Regions from separate parts of the Sus scrofa genome. Here region 1 is linked to region 2. Evidence: chromatin contacts called from public HiChIP or PLAC-seq data. All regions are on one chromosome and are shown on one strand. Each heading gives the region's core, a stretch centred on a gene start, on an enhancer-like site or on the middle of the called end of the contact. The rest is flanking DNA. Distances are from core to core; before and after follow the strand shown. Region 1 holds the start of FBXL3 (F-box/LRR-repeat protein 3). Region 2 holds the start of CLN5 (ceroid-lipofuscinosis neuronal protein 5).

Evidence for each region. HiChIP or PLAC-seq counts read pairs in DNA pulled down with a chosen protein or histone mark.
Region 1: an H3K27ac HiChIP or PLAC-seq map of alveolar macrophages shows a contact between it and region 2. The contact joins the promoter of FBXL3 here to the promoter of CLN5 in region 2. A contact is called at or near these places in 2 of 2 datasets of contacts at active chromatin or transcription factors (alveolar macrophages and skeletal muscle).

The regions. Positions count from the first base shown.
Region 1 is chr11:49,149,620-49,153,596 of Sscrofa11.1, forward strand. FBXL3 (F-box/LRR-repeat protein 3) reads right to left here and starts at 1,761. Exons shown (of 5, transcript XM_003357868.4): 1 at 1,054-1,761.
Region 2 is chr11:49,103,254-49,107,248 of Sscrofa11.1, forward strand. CLN5 (ceroid-lipofuscinosis neuronal protein 5) reads left to right here and starts at 2,569. Exons shown (of 4, transcript XM_005668472.2): 1 at 2,569-2,832. The coding sequence starts at 2,666. It overlaps LOC110255830 (a long non-coding RNA gene), which reads right to left and starts at 2,341. Exons shown (of 5, transcript XR_002336699.1): 1 at 1,715-2,341.

The DNA of each region.
Region 1 (3,977 bases), core at 511-3,010, 46 kb after region 2:
AAAAAGGCGAACTAACAGTTTCTGGCCTAGTCGGGCAGCACAGGGAGTTACAGAATTAACTCCTCACATTTCCGGAGTCTCTGAAAGAAGCAGTCAACTTGTTCATCAAATGAAGAGCCTAAGAGAACACTCAGCCATGTGTCCCTCATTGTATTAGGCACTTTTAGCACCCTGCACTTGCAGTGATTTTAAAAGCCCTTTTGTATTTAGCTCTAAAAAGTCTTTCATAATATCAAAATTAGTATGCATTCTTTGGCTGAAATACAAGAGTAAAACATAAAACAGTGCAGAGACTAACTCAGAAATAAATGGTATCAGAGAGTGTGGTAGTGAAAATCTGTTTAGCGGTCATTTGTAGATAATTGGGAATTGACGGCATTTTTGTAAAGATTTCAGGGATAGGAAGACTCTGAAAGATCTGGGCCGCAATGGACAGGATCAGAAAATAACAGTCATCTCATCTCTTAGCTTGGAGGTGCAGGCCCATCATTTAATGGGTTGCCTCCTGTTCCATGTCTGCAATCCCACCTGAAAGGGCTGCTCTCGCTCATAGCAGGCGGGAAGCAGCCCATCACAAGTTGACCAAGTTTTCCACCCGGGGACGCGCGCAGGGGTGTCCCCTCCTCCCGCGCCACTCCCGAAAATAGGCTTTCCCAGACATTTCTCCTGCGCCCTACCCAGGGCAGTCTGTTTTGACACCTTAAAGTCTCTTTTCTCACGCTACAAGCACGGCCGTAACAGACACCGGGAAGAGCCTGGCAGAACAAGAGCTCCACGGTGCCGGTCCCCAGCCCCCGCCGAGGGTAACAAAGCCGACGGCAGGGGCGGCGCTGTCGCGGGAAGGCTGCAAGCGGCCGCCGCACACACACCACGCCTTTTTGACTTGTTTTGAAGCAGACACGGGGCAACGCCCCCGAGCAGGCTCCACCGCCCGGGCGCCGCGCCCCGCCCCGCGCTCCCGAGGGGCGGCCGGCGCGCGCCCGGGACCCCCTCTCCCTGTCGGCCCGCCCCGGCGCGGGCCAAGGTCCGAAGGCCCCGGCCCTCCAACGTTACCTGCTGCCAGGGGCGGCTTCCCCAACACAGCACCCCGGGCTCCGGGGGCGGCTGGTCCCGTGGCTCTCACATGAGGCCCCCGGGGCCCCGCGCCTCGCGCTCCCGCCTCCGCCGCCCCCCGCGCTCCGCTCGCATCCGAGGCGCTGGTCCCGGGGCGGGCGCCAACTCGGCTCCACCTTTGCGGCTCTGACGGCCGAGGGAAAAGCCTCTCTTCTCAGTCCCGCGCGGCCTGCGTGCTTCTGCCGGGACCCCCAGTCCCCTCAAGAGCCGCCTTCAGCGAGCTGCGAGCCCCGCGTAGTTACCCCTGCACCGCGGGCCCAGACACCGAGTCCAAAATGGCGCCCGGACTGACGGCCGCGCGCTTCCCCCGGCGCGTCTCCGTCGAGGGGGGCGGGCGCGTGTCCGCCGCGGCGCGTCCGCGGAGGGCGGGGTCGGGGGCTGGAGGGGGCCGCGCCCAAGCGGGAGCGCGCGCCACCCCGCCCGCCTCGGTGCTTCGTCCTTCTGGTTCCGGGCGGAGTGTCGGCTGCTTTCCTCTCTCTGATGAGACTGCGGCTTTTAGAGGGTTTTTCGTCTTGCAGCGAATGTGGGAGGGCTGGAGCCAGCTAGATGCCCAGGAGACTTTCAACGGTGGAAAGCGGAAAGTTTGAGGAGGTGGAGCAGCAAGAAGAAAGGAGCGAGAGTCTTTAGGGCCGGCCTTAGCCCAGCAGCTGGTTCCGGGCTCGGGGGATAAACAGCAGCTGCTGCAGTTGACACACCTCCGCGCGCCAGGCGGGGCCTCAGAAGGCCACGCCCGCCCCGCGTAACCCAAGTGGGTAAAATACGGGCTCTAATGATACACGCCTTGTATCCCTTAACGGGTATGTCATAATAATATACATCGTGTACACATACGGTGTTTTCATAAACTGCGGGAAATTAAAGCAAAGTGATGACAGTGTTAACGTTGGGATTACAGATGATTTTGATGATGATGATTTATAAATTTTAAAGTATTTTTATTTTTTCAATTTTCCTAAAAATGATTTTTGTCATCAGGGTTATTACTGTTTAACAATCGCCTTTAGGGAATTCCCCTGTTGCTCAGCGGTAACTCGAACCCGACTAGTTTCCATGAGCCCTCGGGTTCCACCCCTGGCCTGCTCAGTGGGTTAAGGATTCCGCGATGTGGTAAGCTGCGTGTAGGTCGCAGCCCTTGCTGCTATCTGGGGTTACTGTGGCTGTGGTGTAGACCAGCAGTGGCAGCTCGGGTTGGACCCTTAGCCTGGGAACTTCCCTATGCCGCGGGCCCGCCCCTGAAAAAACAACAACAAAAACAGCTTTATAAAGTAAATAGACTCCTGAAGTTTATAAATAGCTTTCTGAAACACAATGAGGAAAGTGTAAAGGACTAGATGTCTGCTTAAAACTCTGGTGAAACCTTTGGTAAACAGAGATATGTGTGTAACTGCTACCTAGTTTGTTTTAAAGTTTTAATTTTTGAATACTAGGTTTTCTTAAAGTTAGAACTGTCCTTAGTTGCAAAATCATAACGTGAGTCATGCATCCTCTCTCCTTCGAAAATAAAGCAAGTAGTTTTCCATCCAAATATGTCTTTTTGAATATCTGACCCATGTGTAGGAGACTGGAAGACTGTGATGCCCGCTCTTCTATGACTCCCCCCTCCCCAGATTGAGCTAGGAAGCCTTGTGTAAAATTTATGGTACTCTTCAATGGGGGGAAGGGAGGAAATGCCGCTGTTCTGTTAGGGCTTGGCTGTCTGATCAGCAAGTCAAACTGCACGAAGTTTCTAGAAACAAAATAATGTGGCTGTACCTGCACTGCAACATTGTTTAGGTGCCTCTGTGACTGGATGATAAAGGACAATAGGAAGACAGGCAGTGATAATTATTAGAGGAAGAAAAACAAGAAAATACAGGTCCATTTATTTAAAGGGATGTTAACAGAATAAATGATCAGCAAACCACATTAAACCAAATCAGCAAACATAACCAGTATATATTAATATATCACATTAAAACTTTCACACTCCAAATGTATCCCTTTCTTCGTTTGGTCTTTTTTTTTTTTTTTTTTTTAGGGCCACACCCTCAGCATATGGATGTTCCCAGACTGGGGGTCGAATCAGAGCTACAGCTGCCGGCCTACGCCAGAGCCACAGCAACGCCGAATCCAAGCCGAGTCTGCAACCTACACCACAGCTCACGGCAACACCGGATCGTTAACCCACTGAGCAAGGGCAGGGATCGAACCCGCAACCTCATGGTTCCTAGTCAGATTTGTTTCTTCTGCGCCACGATGGGAACTCCTAGAATTTTGTACTGCAGAAAATTACTATAGAAAACAAAACACTTTAGGAGATAGACCATAAATTAGGCCACAAAAGAAATTTAAATTCCATCATACAGTGTTTGTAAGACAGAATGCAATAAAGTGGGGAGTTCCCGTCGTGGCGCAGTGGTTAACGAATCCGACTAGGAACCATGAGGTTGCGGGTTCGGTCCCTGCCCTTGCTCAGTGGGTTAACGATCCGGCGTTGCCGTGAGCTGTGGTGTAGGTTGCAGACATGGCTCGGATCCTGCATTGCTGTGGCTCTGGCGTAGGCTGGTGGCTACAGCTCCAATTCGACCCCTAGCCTGGGAACCTCCATATGCTGCAGGAGCGGCCCAAGAAATAGCAAAAAAAAAAAAAAAAAAAAAGAATGCAATAAAGTTAGAAATAACTAACAAAAGGAGAGCTAAAAATGCCATTTGTTTGGATATTAAATAACATAATTATAATAAAACGTAAGTTATAAAGTCAATCATAAAAGAGATTAAAAAAGATTTTCTTGTGGGGTTCCCGTCGTGGCTCAGTGGTTAACGAATTCAACTAGGGACCATGAGGTCGTGGGTTTGATCCCTGGCCTTGCTCAGTGGGTTAAGGAT
Region 2 (3,995 bases), core at 1,319-3,818:
TGTAGGTCACAGATGCGGCTCAGATCTGGCGTGGCTGTGGTGTAGGCCAGCAGCTGTAGCTCCAACTGGACCCCTAGCCTGAGAACTTCCATATGATGCGGGTGTGGCCCTAAAAAGCAAAATAAATAAATAAATAAATAAATAAAATTAAAAAAAAAAAAACTGAGAGGTTTTTTTTTTGGTCGGAAATCACATAAGTAAGAATGATACACCCACCTGCTGTATAGCACAGAGAACTCTACCCAATATTCTGTGATAATCTATGTGGGAAAAGAATCTGAAAGAGAATGCATGTGTGTACATGTATAACTGCATCACTCTATTGTACAATAGGAATTATCACAACCTTGTAAATCAACTCTACTTCAATAAAACTTTTATAAATGAAAAAAATTTATACTGATAAAAGGTAAAAAAGTTTTTAAAAGAATGAAATACCTCACTTTTGTCTGGAGATTCTCAATCACTTGACACAGAAGAGCAGCCTCAATTATAACCTTTACAGCCCAGGTGCAGAGCTTCCAATAAGGGGTTTCTAGACACAAAATTCCATCTTAGTTGCCATGGAAATAGGACCCTAGGTCCACTTTGTCACCTAGACTGCGCATTGACTCTGTGTGTTGACACACAACTTTGCTTTGAGTCTACCAGAATACTGCTCATTTAAATTTCACCTAAATCCCACCTTACCTCAGAATCCGAAAACTCTGTCTTATCCATTGTTTGGGGAGATGTCACACAGTTCCTCTGTGTGCAGTCTATCACAAAGCAATGGTTGATTAGCCTGATTTTAGTGGACTATGGTACTGTGCCACTATGGTGATCTTAGGCTAATTCGAAAAGGGAAACCAGTGGTTTAAAACTCAGTCTGTAGTTGAGTCCTCAAAGCTTAAAAATCTCAGACTAGAGAGCAGTAACCAGTCCAATGATGGATCAGGCAATAGTAGTCTACAAACATCCTTAGCCTGGGGTGCTGGGGTCCTAGCCAAGAGGAACAGAAGGCAGAACCAGAGCAGAGCAGATGGGAGTTACCGAGAGGCTGAGTTAGGGCTAATATGAGGAAACGTTTTCTCACCATTAGAGCTCCCTGCACACAGAGTGAAGGGACTGCAGACCCAAGAGGGGAGATCCCCGCCACTAACAGAGGTCAACCTGAAGCTTGTTTTTGTAGCTCTGGGAAATCGAAAGTTCCACTGTGGCCCACTAGCGTCTGGTCCTCTCATTTATAAAAGCTATACTATTTCTTGAGAGCTGCTTCATTTAGTTTTAAGCCATGCTGGAGTTGAGGCCCACTCAGAATCCCCCAGGTGCTCCTCAAATCAGACAGTACCTGTCTGTTCACTGCTAGGATGAGTTTTCCTCTCATGTTGAGTGGGTCTTTGGAGAAACCAGTTTAGCTTGGTGATGTTGAAGTGGTGACAGTAAATGGAAGAGGGCTAGGATTGGTGCCACCTAAATTCTTAGGTGAGTGTTTATAAATGATGCCCTGCCTGAACCTGCCCAGAACTCCCCAAAATGGTGGGGCAAGTGGACAAAGGTGTGTGTGTGTGTGTGTGTGTGTGTGTAGAGAGGAACAATTGTCATCAACCCTCAGGAGGCCTGGCAGGAGTGGGAAGGCCAGTGAGGCTCCCAACCCTCCCCGACCCCACCCCACAAGGGTCATGGTGGTCACCTCTGGCCATTGCAGACACCCTACTCATTATAATATACTTACAAATATTATGATGGTTCACTGGTGTTGTGGGTGAAGTGAAGGCGTTGGAAAGCCCCGGCCTAAGAGTTACCTAGGCCGCCCTCTTGGAAAACGAGTGACTGTAAGTGGCCATGCCTTTAATGTACTGTTTCTAGACACAGTCAACCTCTGTACATGAGAACACAGCAGGCCATGAGGGTCTCTTCAGAAGCACAACAGTTGATCCCACTGTTTTCTTGAGGTGGTTGGAGGGTCAAAGAAGACCGAGTACTGTAGAACCTTCTTCCAACTGAAGTTGTAAATCCAAACAAGGGAGGACCTCGGGGAAGGTGGGCGGGGTGGATTGACAGCCTGAGAGTAGCAGCCTGGGCTGTAAATTTTGAGTGTGGCCTTTGTCACACTGGCTTGGTCTCCTGGGAAGCAGTCACTCCCCCATGACTGTCTTCCTCGCTGCACTGACCTCCCCCAAAAAGTCTCCTTCACTCAATGTGTGCTGTCGCCTAGTCTGGGCCCTGAGGGACCAGGTGACAGTTCAGGGCTAGAGAATCCAAAAGTGCCCACAGCTGGATTTTCGGTTTGGTTTTGGAGACTGTGGTTGGAGGGAGGTCAGCCAAGGCTCCACAGAAGCGGTCGTCCTTAAACTGAGACGCGAGGCCAAAAGAACTGGGCAATAACAGTGGAGAAAAAGGTGACCCACGGCCTGCATCGGTGCTCGCGGGAGCCCGCCCGAAGCGCTTTTCGGGTCGCCCAAGTCCAGCAGCCTCCGAGAGGAGACGGGGCCGCGCGGAGACCCGAGTCCTCGCACCCCGACGCTCAGGGCGGCGTCCCCAGCAGCGGGGAGCGCATCCTCTGTCAGGACGCCGGGCGCAGAGGGCGGGGCCGCGAGCGGCCCCGCCGCCTGCGCATGCTCAGCTCGCCTGCCCTCCGCCGTTGCCCGGTTCGGGAGGCACCGGAAGCAGCCGGAGCCTCTTCATGGTGCCCGCCGCGAGCACCGGCCCCGGGGCCGGGGTGCGGCGGTGCGCGGGCGTAGCCCTGGGGCGCGCGCCTTGGAACTGGGGCACGGCCCTGCTCTGGCTGGTGGCCGCGGTGGCAGCGACAGCAGGCAGCCGCTCCCTGCGCCAGTGGCCGGTGCCCTACAAGTGAGTGCGCGGGCGCGCGCGCGGCGGGCTGGGTGTAGGTGGGGGTGTGGCCGTGTGGCTCTGGGTCCAGTCACGCGGCTGTGCAGGGCAGCGCCCGGCCACCCTGAGGGCAGGGCGTGGAACAGGGTGGAGAAATCCCGAGTCGTGGCTGCTGGTTGCGCGGCGCCCTGGGGGCTCCTCTCCTCCCGGGACCTTTGAGCAGGTTACCAGAAGACCTAGGCTCTGGGTGTCCCGAATCGTGAAAGACAAGGGGAGTAATGTTATTTCGCGGTCTGACTTTCGGACACAAATAACTGACTCTGAATAATTTGGAGAGACATTTAGTAACGCAGTTATTGCTATGTCTTGCCCTCATTAGTTATCTTGACTGCATAACATTTGCATGCTCACTTTCCACCTTACGCAGCTGGTCTGTGTTTGGCTGGGACTTCCCGTTTTTTGCACTAAAAGTCTGGTGTCTCGGGAATCCCCTCGCCCGCTCGGTTGGTGACCTCGTTTGTCCACTGTCCTCAGCCTGGAGATAGGACGTTGGTCATAAGCTGAGGACAGAGAGGGCATATGAAGCACATATGAGCCTTTGATCCAGAAGAGTATTGTCGGAGATGGCTAAACAGAGAAAACGAAAGCCTGGTGTCAACCTCAGGCGGGGGAAAGGCCAGCAGCTTTTGAAAGCGCACAACTATTTTGGATGACAAAATAGTGAGTTGGGAGGCAGGATAACCTAGTCGTCGCGAGCGAGTTCTGGACTCTGACCACTGCGAATCAAGTCAGTCTCCACCATCACTAGCTGTGTGACCTTGGGAAAGTTACTCAGTATCTCTGTGCCCACAGGTCTGAGTCAGAAAGTTAGAAATAACTTCAGGTTTGTTGAGGAGATTAAATCTCGTCAATGGCAGCTGTTGTCAATTCTGGATACAAAATTAGTGTCTTCTGCTCACTGAATAGCTTGCAGTGCTTTGTTTTCCTTGATACACGTGTAAAGAGAAATTTTTTTTTTTTGTCTTTTTTTTGTCTTTTGTCTTTTTTGTTGTTGTTGTTGCTATTTCTTGGGCCGCTCCCGCGGCATATGGAGGTTCCCAGGCTAGGGGTTGAATCGGAGCTGTAGCCACCGGCCTACGCCAGAGCCACAGCAACGCGGGATCCGAGCCGCGTCTGCAACCTAC